Linked DNA regions of Mus musculus: region 2 is linked to region 1. Evidence: chromatin contacts called from public Micro-C data. All regions are on one chromosome and are shown on one strand. Each heading gives the region's core, a stretch centred on a gene start, on an enhancer-like site or on the middle of the called end of the contact. The rest is flanking DNA. Distances are from core to core; before and after follow the strand shown. Region 1 overlaps Snd1 (staphylococcal nuclease and tudor domain containing 1). Region 2 overlaps Rbm28 (RNA binding motif protein 28).

Region 1 (7,594 bases), core at 1,677-4,176:
TTATAAACATCTTGTTAATAAAAACAATTCCTCAGAACCACAGAGTCTAGAATACATGAGGAACTTAAATGTTTGGTTTCTAAACAGAACAAAAATTCTCCCAGCCCAAAGCTAATTAGCCCACCAAGGAATGAAGCCTACAGCTCTGGCCTGCAAAACTGCAAAGCATTGGATGGCTGCACTAAACTTGCCTTGAATATAAATGTTACATTTTTTAAAAAAAAGTAATTTATCTAAACACAGTGTAGGTAGTTCTGCAATCAGCACCTCATAAATAAAGAGAGAAAGATGACGGGAAAAGCTCTCTAATTGATTTTAAAATTAGTTCCAGCAAAGAAATAATCTGACAACCAGCAAGGTCGACAACAGAAGAGGGAAAAAAACAGCCCTGAGTAAAAAGTCCACCTAAAGACGTCGATGAATCAACATACCCGAGAGAAGACATTTGGAAAACCCTGAGTAAGAACAGAGGTGTTAAAAGACAGAGTCAAATAGGGACTGATCTTCAAAGACACGTAAAATCCTGAAAATAACCCCGCTGGGTGGATTGAACTCAAGCTACACTGTGCTAAAAGAATGTACATTAAGGGGAAACCATACAGAAAGAGGCAGGGCTGGTTAAGCAATGGCAGAAGTTAGGCTAAAACAGAGTGGGGAAATGATGTAGCTGCCAACATCTAATCCAGGTGTAAACTATCCAGCAAAACCAAGCAATGCAATTAAGAGGGAAGGGAGAAACCAGGGAAGCAAAGACGCCCTCCTGGGACTTATGAACCCAGGACAGGAGCCCCAGCTGAACAGAGCTAGCAGAGGCATCCAGAGATTAACAGAGGGTTTCGAGTAGGCAAAATGATGCCCACTCAAAAGCAATCTATGAAATTACTTCTCATGCCTCAGCAGACATGATTTAAACATTTGATAATTGTCTACTATGGTCATAGTACTCTCTACAAGATTCGGAAAGGGGAGATAAAGATGAGAAATGGCATTCCTGCCCTCAGCGGTGCTTAGACTTCACAGAGAAAAGCAGGCATGCACATCAACAGGTATCATGCTGGAGAGAAGGAAGGGCCTGTGTGTACAGAAAGAAGTCTCTGACCTAACAGGATTCTTAAGAACCTGAGCAAGACAGAGGGCACAGAGAGAGGTCAGAGAACAGTAAATGATGGTGCCGCCAACTCCAGAAACAACAGAGAATCACTACAGCTCAACGAGACTGAGAAGTGGAAAGAAACATGAACACACAGCATGAGCAAGATTTAGATAAGTTGAAAATGTTACAACTGTGTGATAGTGATGATTAAAGGAACAGAGAAAAGAGAGATGGGCTGGAAAAGGTAAATGCACAAGGTTCGGGGGATTAACCACCAAGTCCCACCAGGAGGTTGTTAAAATCCCACAAATATGATTTGAAAGAAAGAGGCAAGGGGATCTCTGGCTCAAGGAATGGAAGGAAATATAATTTGTAAGACAGAGAAGAAAGAAATCAAATGCAACAAGACAGGCACATGCTGTCTTTTCCAGTTTAAAATATCCCGACCAAGATCAGTGGCGTGTCCATTTTAGGAAACTGCTCTGTCTAGATACTCAGTGTCTTGACCTCATCACAAGGAGCCAGCCTTGCTGGCCAGTGACCTCTCAGCTGAGAAGCAGATCACAGCAGTGATTTAAGTGATGGCACCTGGATAGTAATCTCAAAAACAGCACATGCACATTTTGGAATCTTAAATAGGTGAGTTATGCCCATTTCCTAATAGAAATTTTTTTCAGCCTTCAATAAAGGAAGTTTCAAGTGTTCATCTCAAAAATGCCCAGATCAAACAATTTGGAACCGGGTACAGAAAGCCTCTGCCAGCACTCTGACACGTTCCATGTCTTTTGATCACACTGCCGCAGTCCCCAAATCTCTCCATTGGAAACGGGTGGAATGCTATATCCATTTCAAAGAGCTTTTGCTTGTCTCCAAGGTCCTTAATGCCAAGCTGGAGTCCCTCTCTAATTTGCTGTTTGCCTTATGTTTCCAGTTACAAGCCTGAGATCACAGTTACCGGGTTTATTGGTTTGCCCGTACTTTGCTTAGGGACTCTAACCTCACAGCTTTCTCTTGGTATGCATCTTAGTGGCCACATGGTCTGACTGAGGATCCAGAAGGACCACTCATCTTTCTTTCAAAAGTCAAAACTAGAGGGAATGGGCTGAGAACCACTTGTAACTGTGTCTAAATGGCAAAGCACACCAGGGTCCTACACAACAGATGGAGTTATCAGAACCTGAATCAGCCTTGCCTCTGAAAAAAAGCTTTTGAGATTTCCAGGGCATCCTTAGTAATGTACTTACCTGCAGTTCCTCTCTGCCAAAGTGCCTGTCCAAGAATCCCAGGGGGCACAGACCTGGGAGAGACACCCAAAGTAAAAGCAGCAAGGACACAAGCTTAGAAAGACCCTTCACTGCCCAGGCCTGAATGTTTACAGGCCGTGATGTGAAAGAATCTTTATGGTGAGTTCAGAGTGAAGAAGCTCAAGGACAGGGAATGGAAATGAACAGACAGCAATAGCAGTACAGGACCAGCTTCTACCCTTGGACTTCCACTTTTCCTGAGTACCAAGCCAGAGACAGAGTCCAAGGGAGAAAAGGGAGAGCCAGACACACTGCACAACAGAGCCAGAGAAGAGGCTCTGCAACCAAAAGCAAACGTAATCCACGAAACACCCGGGGCTGAGCAAACACTCTACCTGTTTTTTAGGTAAATTTCAGCTCCATCTCTCTGTGCCAACAACTACAATAGCACTCCAAGAGCAGACTTCAGGAGGAAATAAGTCAGCCCCTGCACTGGATGCCTGGGGGCTGTTTCCTTTGTCATTAACACTCCAAGTGTAACACAAAGCCTATGGAAGCTCTGGGCTATGGAGCACTAGGCTTTCCAGTTTCAGATCAAAGCCAAGAGCTCCCTAGGAAGCCCTAAGATTGCACAATGTACTATCTCCTTCAAGGCAGCAGCTCAGAAAAGCCAGAGCCTTTCTCTAAGACTTACTTCTTTATGGCAAACAACTGGATAAAGCAAGCTCTGCCTTTAGAGAAACCCCAATGCCTGTGCAGGTTCACAAGAGCATCACATGTAAGTTGTAAACAGGCTTTCAGCCTGAAGGAGTGCATAGCTCCTAAGAGCGGACACTAGATTCACCCTGAACCATCCAGAAGCAAGACCAACACCTGCAGTCACACCCACCCGAATGCTTGAGGGACTACTAACTACACACACTCATGCATTTAATCCTCCCATCCCACCAGCCACCACGAACCACACTCCTATCACAACACAGGATCTGCCAGGCAATCCAGGAAAGCCCTAGGAGAAAAAACAGTTGCTCTGGTGTTTTAAATGCTTCGTCTAGCTCAATTAGAAAATAACCAGAGCAGAAGGGAGAAAGTACAGTTAGCCCTGGGCAAAACCTTGTTTCCCTGTAAAATTTAAGAAATGGTACCCCCCCCATCCAATTTTTCCTATTACACCACCCTGACTCCACCCCACCCCAGAGCCCCCACACCCACACCCCACTGCCATGCTATTTCTAGATGTTGTCCAGAAGATGTGCTTAACTAATGATAGACTACTAAAATTTCTAGGGAAGGAGGAAGAGAAACAGTGAAGCGAATGTGCCACATACTTTTCTAAAAGTAACATCACTGGGTCCTCATCTGGAGCTCAGGTCAGCCGGCCGTATGGCAGGAATTGCTAAGGCCATCTGCCTGCCCATCACACTGCTCACTCAAGTCTCCTCTGTTATCTATCCTCCAGCTTCTGCATCTGCATTCTCTCCCACATGGCTCTTTTGCTTAAGAGTGCTCATACCATAAGCAATTGGATTATACCTTTCTCCATTTCCAAGCCATTGACCCTCGAGAAAGTACCTGGTTACTTACACAAAAGGTAATTTCCCAAGTGCATGCCTGGAGGCCTGGTACAATCCACCTACCACATACCTTCATCCCCAAACCATCCTAGCATTCGGGGTTTCTGAGACTACAGGGCTACTCCCCATCTCCCAACAATACACCATCTTTTCCTTGGAGAGCCTACCAGATCTTGGTCTAACTAGGGCAGGAATATATTCTTGTGCAAGCTGCATCTTACACAAGGGCATCGAGCCAAAGGGACAGAGACAGAAGAGGAGCTGAAATTCAGCTTCCCCTCTGTGTGCCAAGCCCTGACTGAGCTGAGGCTCTAGGGGAAAGGACATCCCTTTCTGATTTGTACTAACATACCAAATGAACTAGCACAGGTACTAAACCTCAGTAAGAGCTCTACTTTGAATATTTTTAAGTTAAAAAACAAACAACAACAACAACAACAACAACAACAAAAGAGAACTATTTTTTTTCCTCTCTATGTAGCCCTGACATGCTAACTGTCCAGGAACTCTGTATATAGACCAGTCTGGCCTCGAATGCACAGAGATCCACCTACCTCTGCCTACAAGAGGCTGGAATTTAAGGTGTATACCACTATGCCTGCTTCTACCTTGAATACTCAATTTGGGCTTCTTAGTTATGTCTGCTGCCCAAGCTTCAACATCTATATAAATTACAGCACCATTGGGAACTAGAGACAAGTTTTCTTCCTATACCCATACTGTAAATCTTTGTAAACTTTAGAATAAATGTTGAAGAGAATCTCATGCTCTTCGTAAGAGCTCGTGGGAATTCTTCTAAGGAGGAAGGAAAATCCTCTGAACCCTCCAGGACCCAGAGGGACTGCTGGAGGCACAGCTACAGCTCTCGTTTGTCACAGTCTCCCCAGGTACTTGGTCAATTAAGGCTTATCAAAAGAAAATCCACAATTACTCCTAATAGATTAGTTTTGTACAAATGTAAATTACTTTCATATCTTGTAAGTCAAATCACTGACATAATAGTTCATAACTCTAAACACATCTTTCTCCTCGGCTTAAAATTCGTCAAGACAAAACTTAAAACATAGCATAAACTCTTGACCTCTGACCCTTGCTTACCAACCAAGGGCTCTTGTTTTCGTACCCTCGCACCTAGCTACCTGCTCTACTATTCATCATCAAGGCCCTCATTTCATGTCCGGAAATGTTCACAGGACACATACATGTCCTGGCCCTGCCTGTAATTTCCTGTCATTCAGGTGGCATGCCACTCACACACTGTCCTCGGGGGCTGTACATTCTCTGGTTCCCCCAAACTCACCCGATTGTCATCAATGTTTTAAATGTCATTTCCTCAAAGAAACTCTCAGACTATGCATTCTTCCTAAACTTGAAACTTTTTGTAGCAGTGAAATTATTCATGTGCTTCTACTATGCTTCAAAGTTCATGAGAAGGTTTCACATCCCAGAACTGTATCAGAAAGCAAGTAAATACTGATGGTGACTAACCCACTCACCTCAGCTTCTCCAGATGTGCTGTCCATAAAAAACAACAAAAATCAACAGCTGCCTATCAGCCACTAAAACCTTCAACGATGCTAGAAAGAACTGTGATGGGTATAAGTGTAAAACGTGGTCTTAGTAGGGGAGGAGGACAGTCTATTTCATTAATGTTTTAGTATTCATTAAATGTTGATGGAATATTCTATACATGTTTTAACAAATATATATATATATACATACATATGTACACATATATATACACGTATATGCATGCATATATATATATATGAGCTAATATATTTTAGTTTAAATATAGCTAGCTAAAATTTAAGGCAACAAATATAACTGGTTTGTGTGCCTTCCATGACAGGGCTGGTCTGGCCTTCCCCTTATGTGCTTACTTCTCATCCTTGAATCCCCGTGTATCAGTTTCTTAGAAAAGTACCAGAAGAGCAAGCATGCCTGAGTCCTACAGAGTACCCTCCACCTCCACGCTGGGGCTGGTGTGTGCGTGTGCATGTGTGTGCATGTGTGTGTGTGTGTGTGTGCATGTGTGTGTGTGCAGTGTGCTCTATCACTGATCTCTAACGGGATCCCTTCCTACATTCTCCCAGAAGAATTTAATGAACAAATAATGACAATCAGTCTTCATTTCTCTCAAAAGCCATATGTTGCTGACTATTATAGCTACGCCTTACTTAGAACTTTCTTAAAATGGAGTAAGATCTCAGAAGTGAAGAGAAAAGGAAGGGGGTTGGGTAGAAGAAGAAAAAATTCATTTTGATAGAAAACAAGAAATAGTATTATCAGAATCCAACCTGAGCTAGAAAAACAACAAACAAATAAAATCAACAACTGCCCATTAGCCACTAAGCTAAGAGAAAAGTATCTTTCAACAGCTAAGGAGATCTAAAGGCACCTGGGAAAGAGTCCTCAGTAGGTTAGCTCACTCTCCAGGAAACCTGTTACTCTACCTAAGCTCAACACGCCCCAGCCCCTAAAAATGGCTTAAAATCCAGCCACATTGTCTGCATTAACATAGTGCTTTAGCTAATGATGCAGACATAAAAATTAACATTCAAGAATTTCAAAGTTGTGGTTGCTGTGGGAACCTTAATTCCAACTGTAGAGCACAGATGCAGAATCGTGGACTACTCCCAATCCTGATCAAATTGGAGATGTGTATTTACTCTGTGCAATGAGGCACAGCCACAGTTACTGAGACAACCTCATTTTGGCATTTCTAAGCTTTCATGCATTTAAAATTTCAACCTTACCACAATACTGTTTGCTGCATTAAATTGCCTCCTCTACAAAGAAAAGAGAGCAAATGAACTGATTGGCCAGACATTGAAATCACCCATCCTGTGTGTGTTTAAGCATGATCTGATTCAAAAGATAATTATGATATTTTGATTTTCCTCTCATGGGCTGTCTATTAACTCCCTCACAAATAGGAACAGGGTTTGAACCTCAGCTTGTAAATGCACTATAACATGTGTGTGCACAAAACATTGGAAGGGCAAATTTCACATCTTGAAAACCACAAATGAGGTAAATTAGAAAGTAGATAATTCACAACACTAACTTCAACAATGATATTTAATTTATAAAAACTGCCCTTGTGGCACGAGCTCTCACCAAGGGCCTAATTCTATAACCAGTCAACATAATCACTTAAGTTATCAGAAGGAAATAAGAGGACCAAGAATGATGGTCTTAAAAGCAAGCTACAACCAAACCCAAAAAAATACTCAATCTCAACTCTTGTCCCTACCACCTCAAGTCAAATCAGCACAAACTCTAGCCATGAACTACCTGAAGCACACTGAAGACCAACTCTTCCTGCAATTTCATATAAAGCGTAATTATATAGAAATCACATGCACTTGCTTAGTCCAAAGACTCAGCAAATAGTACAAAACATTATCATTAGCAGTGATAAAAGATGAGTAGGTGACCCTAGAGAACATTGACAAAGATTCATTTTACCTAGAGCAAAACCAGAAGGAACTACCAAACCAAAATGACCATCAAAAACAGACCCTGTTACTACATAAGTAAAATACAGAATTTCTCCATCTTATTCTCTCAGAAATATAAGATCTTAAAGTAAAATTCGCCTATCATCTCCCATATCCCACCCCTAACTGCTCTCCAGCTCCCTAGGGAGGAATGCCAAGTGTCACTATTTGCAGTGG
Region 2 (7,594 bases), core at 2,572-5,071, 580 kb before region 1:
CTGTTAACTGACACCTTTGCTGCTTAGCAGTGTTTGCAGTAGTTGCTTACTTTTGTTGTTTTGAGATAGTTCCATGTAGCTCAGGCAGACCTCAATGTGTAGCCTAATATTCCTGAATTTCTAATCCTCCTCCATCTATCTCCTGAGTACTGGGATTACAGGCCCACTCCACCATGCCAGTATCCATGGTGCGAAGTTTAAACTCCAGATGCCGTGTGTGCTAGGCAGACACTTTACCAGCTGGGCTCTATCCTAGCTTATGCAGTTTTCCTTTAAAAAGGCAGCCTAGAGCCAGTGGGGTGGCTCAGTGGGTAAAAGTGCTTACTGCACAAGCCTAGTTGACCTGAGTTGATCCCTAGAACCTACAGTGGAGAGAATCCAGCCTCTAAAGTTATCCTTTGACCTCCAGCACATGCACAGTGTGTACAGAATAACACACAGACACACACCTTATAGGAAAATAAGATAATTAAAGGGTAAAAAGCCAGCCAAGAAGGGAACAACTATGGAACCTTAATGTTCAGGAGATGGCAAGCAGCAAATATGCTATATTGATCGGTGGAAACAAATGTCTTCTCAGCATAGGGTTTTTATAGTAGTATTTAAAAAATTTTTTTAAAGTATTGAATATCTGGATATCATGGTATTTGGGGAAGCAGTGCAATAAGATATACTGAGTTTTAGAACTAATTTTGCTAGCCATAGGTTACTGGATTATTTCCGTGCATTATAAAAAATAAGCTAACTCTAGGAAGGAGGCACTAGAAATCCCCGTTGCTGAGTGGCTGAGGACTGAGCATAAACACTAACTTCAGTATTACTTACAAGAATAGCTGTGCCAAGCCGGGCAGTGGTGGTGCATACCCTTAGTCCCAGCACTGGGAGGCAGAGGCAGAGGCAGGTGGATCTCTGAGTTGGAGGCCAGCCTGGTCTACAGAGCGAGTTCTAGGATAGCCAGGGCTGTACAGAGAATCCCTGCCTTGAAAAAACAAAAACAAATTTGTGCTGGGCACATTTTGAGCTATGTGGGGTTTTTGTTGTTGCTTTGTTTGTTTGTTTTTTGGTTTTGGTTTTTTGAGACAGGGTTTCTCTGTGTAGCCCTGGCTGTCCTGGAACTCACTCTGTAGACCAGGCTGGCCTCAAACTCTTGAGATCCACCTACCTCTGCCTCCCAAGTGCTGGGATTAAAGACGTGCGCTACCACTGCCCAGCTTGTTGTTTTTAATCTCATTTGGCCTCATGTCCATGCCGAGAGTTGAATATTGACCTGTAGTTCCACTTTTATAGATGAAAAATTGAATCTTAAAATGTCATTTGATTTCTCCAAATGGATGACTTTTTGGTTCAGCTCTGACTCTGGAGTTCATGACCATTCGCCTCCCTGGGCCTGCTTTTCTCTCTGCTGGGTACTGTAAGGCAGCAGGCAGGCAGGCGCACTGTGGCCATGGGATGGGGTTACGATTCTCTTCTTTTGGACAGTTCGGAGCCTGCCTAACAGATGTGCTGTATGTTAAGAGCTTGTCTTTTTCTCTTCTCCCAGTTTGAGCTACTGAAACATCAGAAACTCAAGAACCAGAATATCTTTGTCTCGCAGACCAGGCTTTGCCTGCACAATCTCCCAAAGGCTGTGGACGATAAACAGCTAAGGAAGCTGCTGCTGGAGGCCACTCGAGGAGAGAAGGGGGTTCGAATTAAGGAGGTGAGTGATGCCTTGCCATGCACAGCCTTCAGGCACGAGCATTCATTTCAGGCTGTGGTGCCAGCAAGTCAACAGGTTTTCTTCTGGGAACTGTCTGTCTGTCTTTCTTTCTTTCTTTCTTTCTTTCTTTCTTTCTTTCTTTCTTTCTTTCTTTCTTTCTTTCTTCCTTCCTTCCTTCCTTCCTTCCTTTCTTCCTTTCTTCCTTCCTTCCTTCCTTCCTTCCTTCCTTTCTTTCTTTCTTTTTGGTTTTTTGTTTGTTTGTTTTTGTTTGTTGTTGTTGTTGTTGTTTGGTTTTTCAAGACAGGGTTTCTCTATGTAGCCCTGGCTGTCCTGGAACTCACTCTGTAGACCAGGCTGGCCTTGAACTCAGAAATCCACCTGCCTCTGCCTTCCAACTGCCAGGATTAAAGGTGTGCGCCACCACCGCCCAGCAGAGGACTGTCTTTCATATCTGACTAAATTACAGCAAAATGTGAGGAACTCTGTCATGAATTAATTTAGCAAGCATTTATTCAATACCTGCTGTGTGGTCAGATTTATATAAATAATATAATGCAAAGTTTGTTGCAGAGAATACAATTTATATGGTTTGGTTCCTAAAAGAGGGGTGGGGTGTGTGTGTGTGTGTTTGCGTGCATACACATGCATATATTTGAAAGAAAGGGAAAGGGAGGGAGAGGAAGGGGGGGAAGGACAAGGAGAGGAGAAAAGGGAAGAAAATAGGGAGAGGGAGGAGAGAGGAAGTACACAGAGCACATGCAGGGCACACACGGAGATGTCAGGACAGTCCTCACGGTCCCCCTGGAGTCAGGCTCTGGTTCCCTGCACAGCCATGCTTACTGTTCTTAGAGCTTCTGTTTCTACAGAAGCTCCTTATCCCACCACAGGGCCACTGAGACTACAGACACCACCATGCCTAGTGGTTCTTTTACATTGGTTCTCGGAATCTGAACTCAGGTTCTCCTACTTAAGACATTAAGTTAGGGTTCTAATGCTGTGAACAGACACCATGACCAAGTCTTATAAAGGACAACATTTAATTGGGGCTGGCTTACAGGTTCAGAGGTTCAGTCCATTATCATCAAGGAGGGAACATGGCAGCATCCAGGCAGGCATGGTGCAGGCAGAGCTGAGAGTTCTACAACTTCATCTGAAGGCTGCTTCCAGGCAGCTAGGACTAGGTTATTAAAGCCCACGCCCACAGTGACATACCTACTCCAACAAGGCCACACCTCAGTAGTGCCACTCCCTGGGCCCAGCATATACAAACCATCACACAGGGCAAGCACTGTGCCCCTGTGCCTTTCCCCTAGCTCCTACGGTAGCATTGACTGTGTGTTCAATATTACTCCGCCGTAAGCACAGTCTTCATGTTGACTGTGCATGTCTTCAGTTGAGTTAGAAGACTATGAGTTCACACTAGCATTCAGTTCAGCTCTGTCTCTTTTGAAGGCCTTACCGTTTGTTAACCTCTATACTGGCCTCAGACTTGGTGGTTTCTCCAGACAAGCTGAGCTCTTTGAGGATAGATAGTATCTCATTATCCCCAATCCTGGAGATACTTGGCATAATCTGTTCATCTTTACATTTAAAAATGCCATTGCCAATATTGTAGGTGTGCTTTGCTGTTTTATAGCTGTAAACTGTATGCCTAGTACCCTGAGGCCTCTTTAACATATTCCTTGGTATTGAGGAAATAGCATGAGAGAACAGTAATGTGTCAGAGCGTGTCTGACACCACAGTTAGTGGTGAGTACCCACAGTATTTAATGTATGCCCATTTTGAACTCATTACAGTTTAGCGCACTTCTACATTGTACAGTCTATGTTTTGGTTGTGTAACTATTTCCTCTAAGATAAAGCCTCCATCTTGGAGGAAGGTGGGTTGGTAAGCTTAGAAAGGCTCAGGACATTTCTGAGCCTGACTGGATACTCTAGACCTCTTACTCCTCAAGCATATATAAGCGGTAGGGACTGCTAAGACGGACTCTCAAACAGGCTGAAGCCTAGAAGAGGCCCAGCAGCCAAGCTCCTGGGGAGAGGCTGAGACCTGATAAGCCCAGACCATTGAGCTACCCAGAAAAGACACTGACCTGTTGAGCTGCCTTCAGGCTGTGCAGTGAACTGCAGGCGCTCAGCGTGTGAGCTCAGCTCGTGGGCTTCTGGTGGTGGAGCTGTCTTTGAGTCCTTTCTGCTTCTGTAAGTCACCCCGGTAAAGTCTGGCTCGGCAGCTGGCTTTGGTGTTGCCTTGACAAAAGACGGACATCTTTGGTTCCTGTCTTGGGTAGTAGATGTTAGTTTCCGTCTCCCCAGGAATCATGACAAAAGCATTTTATTTTCCCCTTATGTCCTTCATTTGTGAGATGTCTTGAATGATATTTTAAGCGAGTGAGCGTATTGAAGTCAGGAATTCTTTCTTCTCCTCTGCAGTGGACAGAGTAGGATCTATGCACGGAGCCGTTGTACTATGCTTGTGGCTTTCATACTTAGACTCCTCCGCTACAGAAGAACAGCATGCTGCTCCAGGCAGTAATATTGTATAAGTGGTGTATTTTCTCAAATTATTTTCTGTGCTCCTCATGACCCTAAGGATATTTACGGTATCCTGGCATTTAGAGAAAAAAGTGCATCAAAGAGTTTCTGACTCTAACCCCGAACAGCTGAAGCTGCCTGTATTCTGAGGCTTATCCCATGTCAGGACATGTTTTTTAAGTCTAAAACCATCAGGTTTTCTTTCCTCCCGTCTCCATTAATTTCCTTCCTTCAGGGATCGAGTCTTTGGACAGTTCTCTGTTCTCAGCAGTAACATGCTGAGACGCTGAAGAGTCACGCACCTCTCATTACATGCATTATGAACAGTGAAGTATTACAGATTTTTCTCAGGGCATTGAAGAGATGGCTTAGTGGTTAAGTACATACTGCTCTTACACAGGACCAGTTTCAGAGAATCTGTTGCCCTCTTGTAGATTCCATGAGCACTGCATTCAGGTGCACATGCATACACATGGCCATACACCTACACATAAGATTTTAAAAAATACAAAATAAATCTTAAAAAATAAAATACATGTTTTGGATAGCCCTGGGGCTAATTATATTTGATGTTAATTCCATTCTCCTGTGAGTAGCTGTGAACACGGAATGAGTCAACACTCAGGTGGTTTCTTGTAAACCTGCTTCCCACCTTAATTTGTAAAACAAAGGAGAGCTGAAGATTGGGCAGAAAAAGAGGAAGGTGGAGTGGAAAGTTGGGAGAAGAAGGAGGTTTCAGAGAGAGAGGACGCAGAGGCAGAGGGGGATGGGAAGAGGGAAGGCGGAGCAGAAGCCCGTGGCCTGGAGAAACCGCAAGTTCTAAAGGGCAAGTTCATAGGTGGGCAGATCTACCACCACACTACCATCTTCCACATCTGTGAGACCCTTAGATGTGGAAGATGGCAGTGTAGCAGTAGATCTGCCCAACCTAAGTGCACAGCATGTATTTCATATTAATTGAGTTGTGTTTTCATTGCTGGGGCATATTTGGGTTGGAGATTTACTGCAACAAATACATTTTTCTCTGGGCAAACAAATACATTATTTCTTATTCATAACTACTGTTTTGTTTTTCTTTTCTTTCTTTTTCTATCCATAGTGTAGAGTCATGCGGGACCTTAAAGGAGTTCATGGGAAAATGAAGGGTCAGTCCCTGGGCTATGCCTTTGCAGAGTTCCAAAAGCATGAGCATGCCCTCAGAGCCCTCCGCCACTTCAACAACAACCCAGAGATCTTTGGGTCCCAAAAGGTGAGTCTCCTGCTTCAGAGAGACCTGTTTTCCCAGAGTCCCTGACATGTGAGTGGTGGGAAGGAGCACCGGGTGGGCAGGGTGGAGGTGGGGACAAGAGATGGTGAATCTGGGTGAGAGGCTCCTGAAGAGCGAGACTGGGCACACTGCCTGCAGAACTGGCCTTTGGAGAAGACATGAGAAACAGCCTCAAAGCTGACAGAAGGAGAAGCGGGCAGAGGAGCACCTGGGCCCACTGCCCTCACAGACTGTAAAGTCTTAGGAATGGCGTTTTCTTCCTCCCAGAGACCCATAGTGGAGTTCTCTTTAGAAGACCGAAGGAAACTTAAAGTGAAGGAGCTGAGGATCCAACGCAGCCTGGTATGGAACCTAAATTGGGTTTGGTTTTGTCGTGTGTCTGTCTGTGTCCGTGTGTGCCTATGGACCTGTGCCATGGATTCTAGAGGTCAGAAGACAACTTGGGGAACTCGGTTCTCTCTTTCTAGCATGTGTATCCTGGGGCCATCAGACTTGGTGGCAAGTGCCTTTACTTGCTGAGCCATCTTCCTGGCCCTTGTCTCTAGCTCTGACTAACTCAGAACTCACAGAGATCCCTCTGCCTCAACTGGGACTAAAGGTGTGTGCCTTCATGCCCAGCCTTTTTTTTTTTCAGGGGCTTAATTAAACGTCCTCTTTTCCACTTTGTGCTTCTGCCAAGTAGGAGTTTACTCCGTTTCCTAAGACTCTCTCTGGTGGTTTTTTTCTTTGCTGTCCCTCTCCTGAGTGCTGCATAGGAGAAGGAAAGGGGAAGAAAAGCAAACCAATATTGTGATCTACATGAGTTTCTGCACAGTGTGTGGGCCATGTCAAGACAAGTGACAGAGGCTGAGTTCCAGAATCCCCATCATCATCTGAGACAGCGTCTCCCTGTTTTGTTCAACCTTGCCTTGAACTCAAAATCCTCCAGTCTCAGCACAGCTGCTAGTTTTAGACCATTTTCAACTTGTGTAGGGAGAAGGAAGATCAGGAGCTGTAAGCTCTCCTTTCTTAGCTACTTTCCCTGGCAAGTTCCTTCTCTGAACCTCAGTTTATAAGTGGGTTAATAACATCCGCATTCCTCACACAAAGAGGGACGTGCTTACATGAGCGCATATACCATTGCTCAGCTTGCAGTCACTACTCTCTTACCCATCTTCCCTTGGGGCGTACGTGCTAGGCCAGATTATTTGCAGGTCCATAATTCTTATAGCACTCATCAATACTCTACTACCCTTTGCATGCATAGAGAACATTCATAGTGTTCAGTGTATGCTAAACACACGGTAGCCGTGGCTAAAACTGACCTCTGTTGGAGAACCTGGAGTCTCACTCTTGGACATAACAAATTGCCTTTAGCTACTGCTTGGGGTGTTTCTGAAGCTGCAGTCACTTTCTTTGAAGTCTGTTCCCTGTGCTTGTATACATACTGGACAACCTTTCTCCTGACTCATTTCTTCTTCAGAGCAAATGAACCCTTCCACTGAGATAAGCCCTCCCTCCTTACACAGGCTTTCATCAACTTCCTTGGTTGTTTTTGGTTCTTATTTTGTTTTATTTACGTATGGGTCTTGTGTTAGTTACTGTTCTGTTGCTGAGATACAACACCATGACCAAAAGCAGCTTAGTGAAAGAAGAGTTTATTTGGCCTCATGCTTCCAAAGGACAAGAGCCCACCATGGCAGAGAGGCATAGCAACAAGCAAAGGGTAAGACCACAGAGGAGGAGGCTGAGAGATCACATCCTCATCCTACAACCAGAGCAGAGAGACAGCTGGAGCCAGGGCCAGGCTGTGAGCCTGCGGAGGACATTGCATTCTCACCCTGCTGCTTCCATGCTGGTAGCCCTTCACCTTATCTTCCTCCGAAGCTCCAGCCTCCTCTTGCCGTCCTGACTTCACTGGCCCCCGCTCTGACACTTTTCCCTTTTTCATGCTAACCTAGGTTTTGAATCTATGCCTTTCCTTTCTCTGGAGGAATTTGTTTAGCATTTCTCGAAAAGCCAGTTCCTGGTCACAATTCCTTCCTTCCTTCCTTCCTTCCTTCCTTCCTTCCTTCCTTCCTCTTTAAAAAAAATATTTATTTATTTTATGTATATGA

What was found. A called contact is a pair of places that touch in the nucleus more often than the background predicts.
Region 2: a Micro-C map of embryonic stem cells shows a contact between it and region 1, with 2.1 times the contacts expected there. The contact joins two enhancer-like sites. A contact is called at or near these places in 6 of 484 Hi-C or Micro-C datasets (the G1E-ER4 cell line, the N1E-115 cell line, cumulus cells and 2 more), 2 of 115 datasets of contacts at active chromatin or transcription factors (astrocytes and extraembryonic endoderm stem cells) and 1 of 9 other capture datasets (embryonic stem cells).

Annotation. Positions count from the first base shown.
Region 1 is chr6:28,546,098-28,553,691 of GRCm38.p6, reverse strand. The region is part of intron 10 of Snd1 (staphylococcal nuclease and tudor domain containing 1); the gene reads right to left. Among named protein-coding and RNA genes, the nearest start is that of Snd1, 70 kb to the right of the region's middle. Within about 2 kb of position 2,926, at least 23 of the 459 cell types and tissues checked have an H3K27ac peak or open chromatin away from gene starts, as enhancers often do. A contact at or near this core is called in embryonic stem cells, where this site is marked.
Region 2 is chr6:29,129,513-29,137,106 of GRCm38.p6, reverse strand. It overlaps Rbm28 (RNA binding motif protein 28), which reads left to right. Exons shown (of 19, transcript NM_133925.2): 14 at 1,541-1,699; 15 at 5,331-5,480; 16 at 5,766-5,840. Among named protein-coding and RNA genes, the nearest start is that of Gm25589, 20 kb to the right of the region's middle. Within about 2 kb of position 3,821, at least 9 of the 459 cell types and tissues checked have an H3K27ac peak or open chromatin away from gene starts, as enhancers often do. A contact at or near this core is called in embryonic stem cells, where this site is marked.